Linked DNA regions of Sus scrofa: region 2 is linked to region 1. Evidence: chromatin contacts called from public targeted proximity ligation data. All regions are on one chromosome and are shown on one strand. The core of a region is the stretch at or near the end of the contact, and the rest is flanking DNA. Distances in the headings are between cores, read along the strand shown. Region 1 holds the start of RFX5 (DNA-binding protein RFX5). Region 2 holds the start of SELENBP1 (selenium-binding protein 1).

Evidence for each region.
Region 2: a contact with region 1 is called in a targeted proximity ligation map of alveolar macrophages. A contact is called at or near these places in 9 of 47 Hi-C or Micro-C datasets (alveolar macrophages, brain, embryonic fibroblasts and 6 more) and 1 of 2 datasets of targeted methods (alveolar macrophages).

The regions. Positions count from the first base shown.
Region 1 is chr4:97,898,488-97,904,661 of Sscrofa11.1, forward strand. It overlaps RFX5 (DNA-binding protein RFX5), which reads left to right and starts at 3,983. Exons shown (of 10, transcript XM_005663455.2): 1 at 3,983-4,077; 2 at 4,893-5,021; 3 at 5,271-5,304; 4 at 5,713-5,795; 5 at 6,057-6,174. The coding sequence starts at 4,906.
Region 2 is chr4:97,857,741-97,863,914 of Sscrofa11.1, forward strand. It overlaps SELENBP1 (selenium-binding protein 1), which reads left to right and starts at 3,185. Exons shown (of 13, transcript XM_013997151.2): 1 at 3,185-3,320.

The DNA.
Region 1 (6,174 bases), core at 2,733-5,232:
CACAAGTCCTCTCTCTGCTGTATCACAAAGATTCCACCCACCCCATGGCCCAGGATTAGGCCATAGGAGCAAAAACAGCAAAGCTGAGCTTGCCGCGTAAAGAGTCTGGTGCATCATCTAGGCTCTCCTGCCAGCACCATGGCCAGCTCCACAGGTTGGCCTATGAACCATCTGGAAAGTTCTAGAGAGTTTGCTGAGCTCAGGGAACCCCCCACCCTCCTCCCAGAAAAGCTATAGCCCCAGTCCACCATGATGAAAAATTTGAGAGCACCAGGAAGGGTCTACCCCCCTGTTGGTCCTTTAAGCATGATTAGCCCTCCCACACGTTGCAGTTGGGGAAGTCTTTCTGCTTCCTGACTAGCTGACTTAGAAGGATATGTACAACATTTTGTTAAGTAAAAAGAGTAAATTGCAGATATGTATATAGTTTAATCCCCATTTGTAAGAATAAATTTAACAAAAACCTATTTAGGTGGATGGACTTGTGTTTGTAAGAACACAGAAATAAGGGAGTTCCCTGTTGGTCTAGTCGTTAGGATTTGGAACTTTCACCACTGTGGCCTAGGTCCAGGCTCTGGTCTGAGAAATGAGACTCCACATCAAGCTGCTGCATATGCAGGAAAAAAAAAAAAAAGAACATGAAAATGGGTGTGGGAGAATACTTTCCAGAGCATGTTACCTCAGAGGGGTGAGGGCTTTTTTTTTTTTTTTTTAAATGAAACTTGACAAGCTGTTTCTAGAACTGATCTGGAAATTTAAATGCATTACGTTCCAGTCATCTATCACTGTGTAACAAACAACCCCAAAACTTAGTGTCTTAAGGCAATGACAACATTATTCTTGCTCACAAATCTGTAATTTTGAAAGGGCTCTATGGGAACAACTTATTTCTGTTCCCTCTGTATCAATTAGAGCAGCTTAAAGACTAGAGGCTGGAATCATTTGCTGATGTCATCAAATAAGTCTGACTGATGTTGTCTGTCACCTGAGACCTCAGCTAGGGCTATGACCTACACATGGCTTCCTCACAACATGGTGGCTGGGTTCTAGCTGAAGCTCCAATTAGACCTCTAGCCTGGGACTTCTATATGCTATGGGTACGGCCCTAAAAATATCAAAAAAAAAAAAAAAAAGAAGAAGAAGAAGAAGAGGAAAGAAAGACTGGAACTCCCTCTCAATATTAATGGGTAATGTATGATAGTGCCTAAGAGTAAATTCTGAATCCAGACAGCTCAGTTCAGGTCCTGGCTCCATCACTTACTATGTAGCATTGGACAAAGTATTAATCTCTCAATGCCTCAGCTCATCTGATAGAGTTGCTATGAGATTAAAAAGGTAACATATGTTAAGGCCCTTAGAACAATCCCCAGCACAGATTAAGCTCTATATAAATGTTTGCTGTTATTACGATGATGCTTATCAGACAATTTTTATTGTTACTTCTCAGGACAAGGACCATCACACCTCATTCAGCTTTTTTAGGGGCCGCCCCTCAGTATATGCAGTTCCCAGGCCAGGGATCAGATCCAAGTGACCTATGCTGCAGCTGCTGCAAGGCTGGATCCTTAACCCACTGTGCTGGGCAGGGGAGCAAACCTGAATCCCATTGCTCCAGAGGCACTACTGCTGATCTCCTTGCGCCACATCAGGAACTCACTCATTCAGCTTTGTGTCCCCAGCTCTCAGCACAACACCTGGCATCAGTGAATAATTAGTTGTCTGTTTTTCCCATCTCTCTCCTCTCCTGCCTGCCCACTCAACCTCGCCTTTTTGCAGTGCTGTCAAAATAATCTCCCTCCCTATACTACTTTTTCTCCCTTTGCTAAAAGCTTCCAGTTATTCTCTGCCACCCGCAAATTCCTAAGACAGCCTAATTACCCCAAATTCTTTCTCCAAAGGGCTATGTATCCCTTTCATATCAAATAGTGGGGTATCTTTCCATCAGTCTCTACCCATATTTGTATATGAGCATCTTCAAATCTGTATATAGGCAGTCTAGGGCAGCGTTTGAGAGAATGGGCTCTGAAGGCAGACTGCCTGGCTTTGGATCCTGATTCCAGCACTTAGTATAATGTAACTCTGGACAAGTAAATCCCTTCACTTCTCCAAATCTGTTTCCTTGTCTATCAAATGGAGGCAATACTAGTTCTTGCTGCAAAATGAGGTCTTTTTTTTTTTTTTTTTTTTTGTCTTTTTGCCATTTTCTTGGGCCTCTCCTGCAGCATATGGAGGTTCCCAGGCTAGGGGTCCAATCGGAGCTGTAGCTGCCGGCCTACGCCAGAGCCATAGCAATGCGGGATCCAGCCGCGTCTGCAACCTACACCACAGCTCACGGCAACACCGGATCCTTAACCCACTGAGCAAGGCTAGGGATTGAACCTGCAACCTCATGGTTCCTAGTCAGATTTGTTAACCACTGAGCCACGACGGGAACTCCAAAATGAGGTCTTTATATTTTTAATTTTTATTTTTTTGCTTTTTAGGACTGCCCCTGAGACATATGGAAGTTCCCATGGCTAGGGGGTGAATTGGAGCTACAGCTACTAGCCTACCCCACAGCTTACTGCCATGCCAGATCCTTAACCCACTGAGTGAGGCCAGGGATCAAACCCACATCCTCATAGATACTATTCTGATTCCTTTCTGCTGTGCCACAATGGGAGCTCCCCAAATGAGGTCTTTAATATTTGGTATGGTGTCTGGCACACAGTATCCACCAAATACATTTTAGCTGTTACTAGAAAACCTTCTTTCCAGTATATCCTCATTCCCGCAACTCTGCAATCATTCCCCCAACTCTGCAATCAATCCCCTGGGTTCCCTCCAGGAAGCTGGTAGTAGGGAAATGGAGGCTCCAATGGGCCATGGTAATGAGATCAGGCAACATTGCCAGCCTCTTTACAAAAGCACAGTGATGATGAGACTGGAGAATGTATAAGTCAGGATCACAAATATGGCTTTGTGTGTAACATAGCTGCTGTGCAAAAAAAAAAAAAAAAAAAAAAAAAAAATACTGTCCATTCACAGCGTGGCTAACCTGGAGTCCCCGTGACTTCTGACCTTAGATGCACCACTCGGTCTGTACCTGCATTTTTCATGCCAGAGAGTCCCTTGAATTTATTTGACTCTTGGCCTTAAAAAGCCTTAACTAAGAGGGTTAAGAACTCATGACCTTTCAGTAACAATGTTCTCTGAAGAGAAAAAGGTCAGTTCCTGTGGGCATCCAGCACCCTCTGGGGGAGTCAGTCAAAATTCCAGTGTTCACTGAGTGCAGAACTGTGGGGATGCAAAGGCATTAACAACTCTTTGGAAGAAAATAAAGTACACACGGGAAACTTATGAACACTAAAGGCACTTTAGTTTAATGTGGTACAGCTGCTGAGGTTTGGAGGCCTCCATCAATGAGTAATGTGAGCCTGTGTTTGCAGGTTTGTTGTGTCTATTTGGTTGTGTTGGGTGGTGGGGGCAATGGTTCAACTTGTTTTTCATCAGAAGTGGGTAATGTGAGCTCATATCGAACTTCCATCACTACTTCCTATAATTTTCTAGTGATTTTATCATCCATTGAGTCTTTTCTTCCAGTAGCTGCGATCACCGAAAGCAAAACTGAAAGACGGCACGAGAAAAGAAAGCTCCAAAAGAAGCCGAGCGCCCAGTCTTTCGTCCTGCGGTCCCTTTAAGAGAAGAACCTCTTGGGACCGGCAGTCCCAACCGACCCCAGTTTTAACCGAAACCTAACCCGGACTTCCCCCTCTTGACTCAAATAAGACCAACTTTGGATTTTCCCTCCCCTATTGACCAATCGGATTCTGTTACCAGGCAGACTTTAGCTGCCGCCGGTACGAGACCGGCGCCTACTGTCTCCGGGTGGCAGCAACGACCAATGATAGAGCGGGCAGTACGAGTATCTAGGCAGATCGGGGCTGTTCCAGCCATTCAGAAAAAAGAAAATAAAGCAACGCACGAGCCCGCTGGGCCAGGACCGTGGGGCTGGGCTGAAGTGAAGGTGGCTACGAGGTAGTTTCTCTTTCTCCCTTACCTTTAATGTTGCTTGTGTTGGAAGGCGACTGTTGAAAGGTAGGGAGGGGGCAATATGAGTTGGGAGGAGCGCAGAAAAATATTTTGGCTGTATTTTCAACGGCTTCTTCACCCATGTGCACGTGCCCCGAGTCTGGGACCCCATTCTCCCTACCGGGTTCATACGCCCAGCCCAGGAGTTCCGCAGCCCTGAACTCCCCCTCCCCCCCACTTTGCTGCAACGAGGGATTGAATAGAGGGGGAAGGGAGGGAAGTGGGGGCGCGCATCAGGATGGGATGTTGAGGGAGGTGACGTAGGGGCCTGCGACGTGGGGAGGGGGAGCTGCGGGGGAAGCCGTGGCGAGATTAAATAATGAGAACTTGGGCCCAGTTTTTTCCAAGCCTGGAAGGCAGAATATGTTCGTATCCTTTCTAACCTCCCAGGCCGATTCAGTGATGCGGACTATATTAGAGAATTAAAGAACTTTGTCTTGTGGTGGTTGTTTTTGAGGGGAAGGAAGGATGGCAGTAGCGGGGTCAGAAGCAGAAAGGAAAATTTCTAACGTGATTCCCAAACCCCCATCTCTTCCTTTACGGTTTTCCACTTTTAGCAGACTGCAGAAAGGTGGGGCAGATAGAATGGAGATGGCAAAGATCTCTTGGGGTATAGATGGGCCTGGAGAAGTACTGGAAGAATTTATAACGTTTGGAAAAGATAAGTGGTGGGGAAGAAAAAAAGACCACTGGAGCAATTCTGAGGCTTTTTTTTTTTCTGCTTGTCTCTCTTTCTGGGTAGAGAGGAGAGGAGTGGTCCTGGGGCCTCCATGAGGGGAAAGGAAGTTAAATCTTCATGTCCTGTCTTCTCTCACCTCTAGCCCTCATGCCAGGATGGCAGAAGATGAACCTGATGCTAAAAGCCCAAAGACAGGGGGAAGGGCCCCCTCAGGTAGTGCCGAGGCAGGGGAACCCACCACCCTTCTTCAGAGGCTCCGAGGTACCATTTCGTAAGTACTCATCACCATCTCCAAACCTCATTCCAGACCTGGGTATCCACCCCTGTAAGCACTTACTGTCTCTCTCGACAATCTGCCATTCCCCAAGCAAGTGTATCCCATCAGGGGAGCGTCTTCATCATCATAGCAGTTCTTGAGCACCTGCTGGTTTTTTCAGCCCTCTTCCTCTCCCTGGCAGAAAGACCCAGGGATGGGGAAAATTTTTGTGTATGACCTCCAGCTTTCTCTTCTTCTCCACAGCAAGGCCGTGCAGAACAAAGTAGAGGGAATCCTGGTGAGTATTTGGGGGAAGAGGGCAATAGAGAGATGCAGTTGGTGGAGAATGATAGTGAGGCTATCGGTAGGAAAGTTCTCTGTGAGAGAGGTATGTTGTCTGCCCTGTCAGAAGTAACTGGCTTTGCAAGTTGCCATCACTTTCCCCTTGAGCGTCTGTGTGACCTCTTGTGTAAAAGCCGCATAGAAATAAAATCAGAGCTGACCCCCTCCACTCCCCCTCTCATCCTAGTGGCCCATAAGGGCTCCTCAGGGCATAGTGAGCACCCAGCCTCAAATCATTTCTGAGGTCTTTTTCCCATGTGACAGTTACTAAGTCAGCTAGAGTTTTGGGTAAGGGTCAGAGGGTCCTACCTTGGGTCCTTCTCGGCCTTATTATTTCTCCTGCCTCTGTTCCTCCCTGCCTCAGCAAGATGTACAGAAATTCTCAGACAACGACAAGCTGTATCTCTACCTTCAGCTCCCCTCAGGGCCCAGTACTGGGGACAAAAGGTAGGTGTGGTGCTAGAGTCTTGGATCTCAGAGGTTCTGACTCTCAAAGAAGGGCTCCCTGAAAAGGGTCAGGTGAATAAGAATACTCATAACAGCTGTCCCTAATCAAGAAGAACGTTCCCTGTCCTGCCTTGGTTTACTAGGGGAAGGTGGGTTCTGGATGAACTGATTCAGTCCAGCCCTACGGAAGCAATAGTCCAGATAGAACCAGGGCAACTGTTAGGATGTTAGTAATACTTGTCTCTCTTACTTCTCTTGCAGCTCAGAGCCAAGCACACTCAGCAATGAGGAGTACATGTATGCTTACAGGTGGATCCGCAACCATCTAGAAGAGCATACGGACACCTGTCTGCCGAAACAAAGTGTTTATGATGCCTAT
Region 2 (6,174 bases), core at 1,935-4,434, 42 kb before region 1:
GGGCCGCACTGATGGTATATGGAGGTTCCCAGGCTAGGGGCCTTGTCAGAGCTTTTGCTGCCAGCCTACGCCAGAGCCACAGCAATGCGGGATCCAAGCCACGTCTGTGACCTACACCACAGCTCACAGCAATGCCAGATCCTTAACCCACTGAGCAAGCCCAGGGATCACACCAGCAATTTAATTGTTCCTAGTCGGATTCGTTTCCACTGCCCCACAACGGGAACTCCATCATGTTCCTTCATTTGGAACATATTCCTCTATTGCCTCATTTTGCCTCATTTGCTGTTTTCCTTTCTATGTGTTTGATAGGTTATGTTTCCCAGTCTTGGAGAAGTGGCCTTGTTGAGGAAATGTCCTGTGGGGCCCAGCAGCACACTCCCCTCTGATCACCAGGGATGATCTGCTTTAGGGATGTCCTCTACGTCCTCTGTGTGTGCTGCATAAGACCTTCTGTTGTGAAGGCTGATTACTTGGCATATGCTGGTAGACATGGCTGGTCCCTGGTTTGGTTGGTTGCTAGACCCTGCCTTGTGTGGAGGTTACCAGCCACCGGTGGTTAGGGTTGGGTCCTGGCTGCTGCTTGCTACATGGCCAGAGGAGTCCCAGGCCTGGTGATGGCCACAAGCGGGTAGAGCCAGATCCCAAAGTGACTGGCTACAGAGCTGGGCATCCTGGAGCTGGTGTCAGTCTGCTGATGGGCAGGACTGTGGTCCACAGGGAAGTCAAGGGACTGTTGTTGGGCTGCTGGTGGGATGGGGCAATTCCTGACATGGCTGGCTGCAGAGTCTGAGGTGCCCTGGAGCTGGTGATGGCCCACTGGTGGGTAAGGCCAGGTCCCAGGGCCAATGCCAGCCTGCTGGTGGGCAGGGCTTGGTCTGATGGCTAGTTTCAAGGGGCCCCAGGAGTTCCAGGAAAGCTGGGGGCTCGGGGAATCCTAAGGCAACCAGCCTGCTGGTAGGTGGGACTCTGTCCCCATTTGGCTAACTGCTTGGTCTAGGGCATTCAACTGGTGGCAACCAGCTGGTGGGCAGGGCCAGGGCTGGCACTAATAAGCTAGAGGGAAGATTCCAAAGTGGAGCTTACCAGCACCAGTGTCCTTGTGGTGGGATGCACTCCCAAAAGTGGCTGCTGCCAGCATCTGTGCCCCCAGGCTAAGTTTCAGTTGCTTCCTGCCTCTCTGAGAGGCTGTCCAAGATCAGCAAGTGGGTCTGACCCTCTCAAATCATTGCTTTTGCCCTGGGTCTCAGAGCAAGGGATTTTGTGTGTGACCTTAAGAATGGAGTCTCTTTCCATCTGGCTCTCCCAAAAGCAAGCCCTGCTGGCCTTGAAAGCCAGATATTTTGGGGGCTCATCATCTTGATGCCAGGACCCCTGGCCTGGGGAGCCCAGTATGGGACCTAGACTTATCACTTCTTGGAGAAAACCTCTGCAATTGTAATTATCCTTCTGTCTGTGGGTTGTCCACCCTGGGGGTATGGCTCCTGACTATATTTGCACCTCTGCCCCTCCTACCTGTCCAATTATGGTTCCTTCCTTGTATTTTTAGCTGTAGATCTTTTCTGCTAATCTTCAGGTCACTTTCATGGATAGTCACTCTGTAAATGGTTGCAGTTTTGATGTGCTCGTGGGAGGAGGTTAAGCTCAGGGTCCTCCTGCATCTTGGCCACAACCCCCCATAGGGGTTCTTAATGGAAAATAATAATGGAAAATTGCTAATTTGAGAGGGATTGACATTTGTTTTTGGCCATACCTGCAGCAGGTGGAAGTTCCAGGGCCAGGGATCTAACCATGCCACAGTGTGACCAAAGATACAGCAGTGACAACGCCAGATCATTAACCTGCTGAGCCACAAGGGAACGCTTGGATTGACATTTTTATATTAATTTCCCCTTAGAGAAATATGATTTACCTTTCCATAGTCATTTCTTGATCTTTAGCTTACGATTTCATCTTTTTTTTCAGATCATGGACTTTAATACTTTTTACTAATTTTTCAACATAATTCACTACATCAACACAATGAGGGAGAAAGTCCATAACATTGTATCAGTAATGCACTGTGAAAATCAGCAGCCATTCCTAATAAAACTCAATGCAAAATAGGAATATAATCAAATAATAAGCACAACAATATCTATTTGCCAAAACCCAGCAATAAACATGTTAACTGCTGAAATATTCAAATTAAGAACTAGAAAAGGATTCACTATACTGTACATCTGGAACTAAAGCAATATTGTAAATCAAGTGTACTTCAATAAAAATATATTTTTTTAGGGCTACACTCGCAACTTGTGGAGATTCCCAGACTATGGGTCCAATTGGAGCTGTAGCTACTGGCCTATGCCACAGCCACAGCAATGCCAGATCCTTAGCCCGCTGAGCGAGGCCAGAGATCAAATCTGCGCCCTCATGGAATACTAGTCAGATTCATTTCTGCTGAGCCACGAGGGGAACTCCAAATAAATATTTTTTAAATAAATAAATAGAAGAACTAGGCAAAGAAATCCACTATTAGCGTAAATATTCAACATTATTTTGAAGATTTTATCTGATTTATTTATTCATTCAACAAATGTTTATTGAATGTTTGCTATTAGCTGTTTTATGCTCAACAGTCAATAACAGTGAATAAATTCTTGCGTTTGTGGAGTTTACCATTGGAGGAATGAGACAAAGTGGAAAGAGTGGCATAAATATTTAAAGAGAAGAGATAAAATTACTTCTACTTGCAAATATGATTGTGCTTCTAGAAATCCTAATCAACTAAAAACTATAAGAATTTGTAAGATAATAAAGTAGCTGCTGGAGTTCCCGTCGTGGCTCAGTGGTTAACAAATCCAATTAGGAACCATGAGGTTGTGGGTTCGATCCCTGGCCTTGCTCAGTGGGTTAAGGATCCAGCATTGCCGTGAGCTTGGGTGTAAGTCACAGACGTGGCTCGGATCCTGTGTTGCTGTGGCTCTGGTGTAGGCCGGATTTGACCCCTAGCCTGGGAACCTTTATATGCTGCAGGAGCAGTCCTAGAAAAGGCAAAAAGAAAAAAATTAAAATAAAAATAAAGTGGCTGGTAAAAATTAAATGTACACAAGCTTTTAGAGTAGCAATGACCAGTTTGAAATAGACATGATTAGAATATCCCCTTATTGTGTTTTTTTATTCACACTCATAGACTCACCATATTCGAGAATCCTGAAGTTAAAAGAGCATGCAGATATTCATAACACACGCTCTCCCAGAACCACTCAGCCTGACCATCTCATTCATAGCACCCTCGTGCCCTGAAACCTTGACCCCTGGACTGCCCAGAAGAAAAGGTAACTACTTACACACGCAGTTCTATTGCCTCTCTTCCTGTTTGTGTTGGGGGGTCCCATAGCTGTTATATTATATTAGGACTATGCAGACTCTGACCTGCTGAACGAGGAAGCACAAGCCAGATTGTGCGGGCAGGTAGTTCCTTCAGCATCCAAGCTCACACTTTGGGGAAGTTTTGATGGAAGGCACAGTTTCAGTACACTCACACAAAGGGAGTCACAGGATTTATTACTTACAGATCCCGGAAATGGGGAGAACAGGGCCATGCTATTGAGCCAGGGGAAAGCCAATTCTCTGTCCCCCCGTCACAAGCAAGCAGGAAATAAGAAAGCAGGGTAACAAGCAAGGGTCAGAGGTCACCAGCTTTTCTGGGGCTCCACTCTAAGTGGTTACTTTAAAAGGTTCCCCAAGAAAAGCAAAACAGGAACTTGGAGTGGGACTCCTAAGCTTAGGTCTTTACCTAAATGTCCAGACTCTGGTGTGACAGGGTTGTTAAACTGTAAAATGCCTAGGTAGCAACTCAAAATTGTTGTTTTCTCATCACACTCTTAGGTCCCCTTTTTTTTTCGTCTTTTTTTCAGGGCCACATCCACAGCATATGGAGGTTCCCAGGCTAGGCATCGAATCCAAGCTGCAGCTTTTAGCCTACACCAGAGCCACAGAAACTCAGGATCTGAGCTGCATCTGCGACCTACACCACAGTACCACCACAGCTCATGGCAACGCCAGATCCTTAACGCACTGAGCAAGGCCAGGGATCAAACCTGCATCCTCAGGAATACTAGTCGGGTTTGTTACTGCTGAGCCATGATAGGAACTCCTTTTTTTTTTTTTTTTTTTTTTTTTTTAATGTCCCATTAAAAAAATTTTTTTTTGTCTTTTTGGGGCCATACCCTTGGCATATGGAGGTTAGGGGTCCAATTGGAGCTGTTGCTGCTGGCCTACACCACAGCCACAGAAACTCAGGATCTGAGCCACATCTGCAACCTACACCACAGCTCACGGCAATGCCAGATCCTTAACCCACCGAGCGAGGCCAGGGATCAAACCCACAACCTCATGGTTCCTGGTCAGATTCGTTTCCACTGCACCGAGACGGGAACTCCCCATTTAAAAATATTTATTGAACTGTATGCTCCAAGTAGAGAGAGGAACTTCATTCTCAATCTATATAACCCTCCCAGGCCAGTGAACCCTGTCTGGTTATGGGTATTTATTTATTTATTTTTATTTTTCGGCTGCACCAGTGGCATATGGAAGTTCCCAGACCAGCAATCAAATCCAAGCCATAGCTGTAGTGGAGGTCCACCCATGTCACAGCTGTGGCAACACGGGTCCTTTAACCCACTGTGCTAGGCCAGGGATCGAACCCGCATTGCTGCAAAGACAACACCAGATCCTTAACCTGCTGCATCACAGCAGGAGCTCCAAGTTATGGATATTTATATTTTCCTCTAATCCCTGCTAAATCAAACAAATAAAAACAGAAATTGGAGATGAGAAAGATAATTTTAATGTGCTTCCTATCAAAATGATGCTTGAGAGTCATTGTCAGTACACTCTTGAGTGAGTGGTCAGGGCCGATTAGAGTCACATTGTATTCCTCTAGTAAAAGACACTGAGGCTTGAGGCAAGGAGAGCATAAGAGAAATTTAGGCTTATTAAACATCTTTGTAAAAACAGTAAAATATCAACACTTCAAATCCAGCAGTCTATTAAATAATACATTATGGCAAAGTAGTGTTTATCTCAGAACTTCAAGGTTAATTTACCATTAGGAAAATTATCAGTTAATTCGCCAGATTAAAAAAGAAAGAATATGTAATTATATTAATGGAAACAGAAAGAGAATTTGATGGCCAGGAATTCTCGTTGTGGCTCAGCAGGTTAAAAACCCAACTAGTATCCATGAGGATGTGGGTTCAATCCCTGGCCCCACTCAGTGGGTTAAGGATCTGGCATTGCCACAAGCTGCAATGTAGGTCACAGATCCAGCTCGGGTCCCATGTTGCTGTGCTGTGGCATAGGTCAGCAGCTGCAGTTCCAATTCCACCCCTAGCCTGAGAACTTCCATAGGCTGCAGGTTCAGCCCTAAAATAAATAAATAAATGAAACAGACATCCAAAGAATTCCCTTGTGGCTCAGCAAGTTAAGGATCCAGCGTTGTCACTGCAGGAGCTTGGGTCACAGGTGTGGTGTGGGTTCAGTTCCTGGCCTGGGAACTTCTACATGTTGCTGGTACAATCAAAAAAGAAAAATAAATAAATAAAATATTTTTTAAAAAGACGTCCATGAAAAGAATATAAAAATCTTTTAACAAAATAGAAATAAGAGGGGAATTTCTTTAGCCTGATAAAGAATATGCACCAAAATCCTACAGTAAACATTAGTGGTAAAACTTTGAATATAATCCCATAATCTCAGAGTAAAGAACATGTTAAAGACCATTATCACTGCACCTGACTGGCAGTCCTAGCCTCATAAAACAGAGGGAGGGAGGAGAGAGAGGGAGGGAGGAAGAAAGAAAGGAAAAGAAATGAGACATTGGAATTAAGAAAGAAAGGAAAAAAGGTGGAGAGGCAAAATGATTGCCTCTGTAGGAAATCAAAGAGACTAAATGGACATGCTACTAACATATGGTTGAAATAGTGAATGCCATTCAGGAGAGCATAAAAATATTGAGGAATAGAATTATCATGAGAAGTCAATGAAAAGTAAAGAAAGTAAAACATAAATCCAGACAAAATGATATAATGAGAGGCCTGTAAGGAAATATTTATAGACAAAAGATATTTTCCATATATAAATCTCTGAGCTTGTTGCCCTTTGTCAGAAGTTAAAGATGGAAGTATT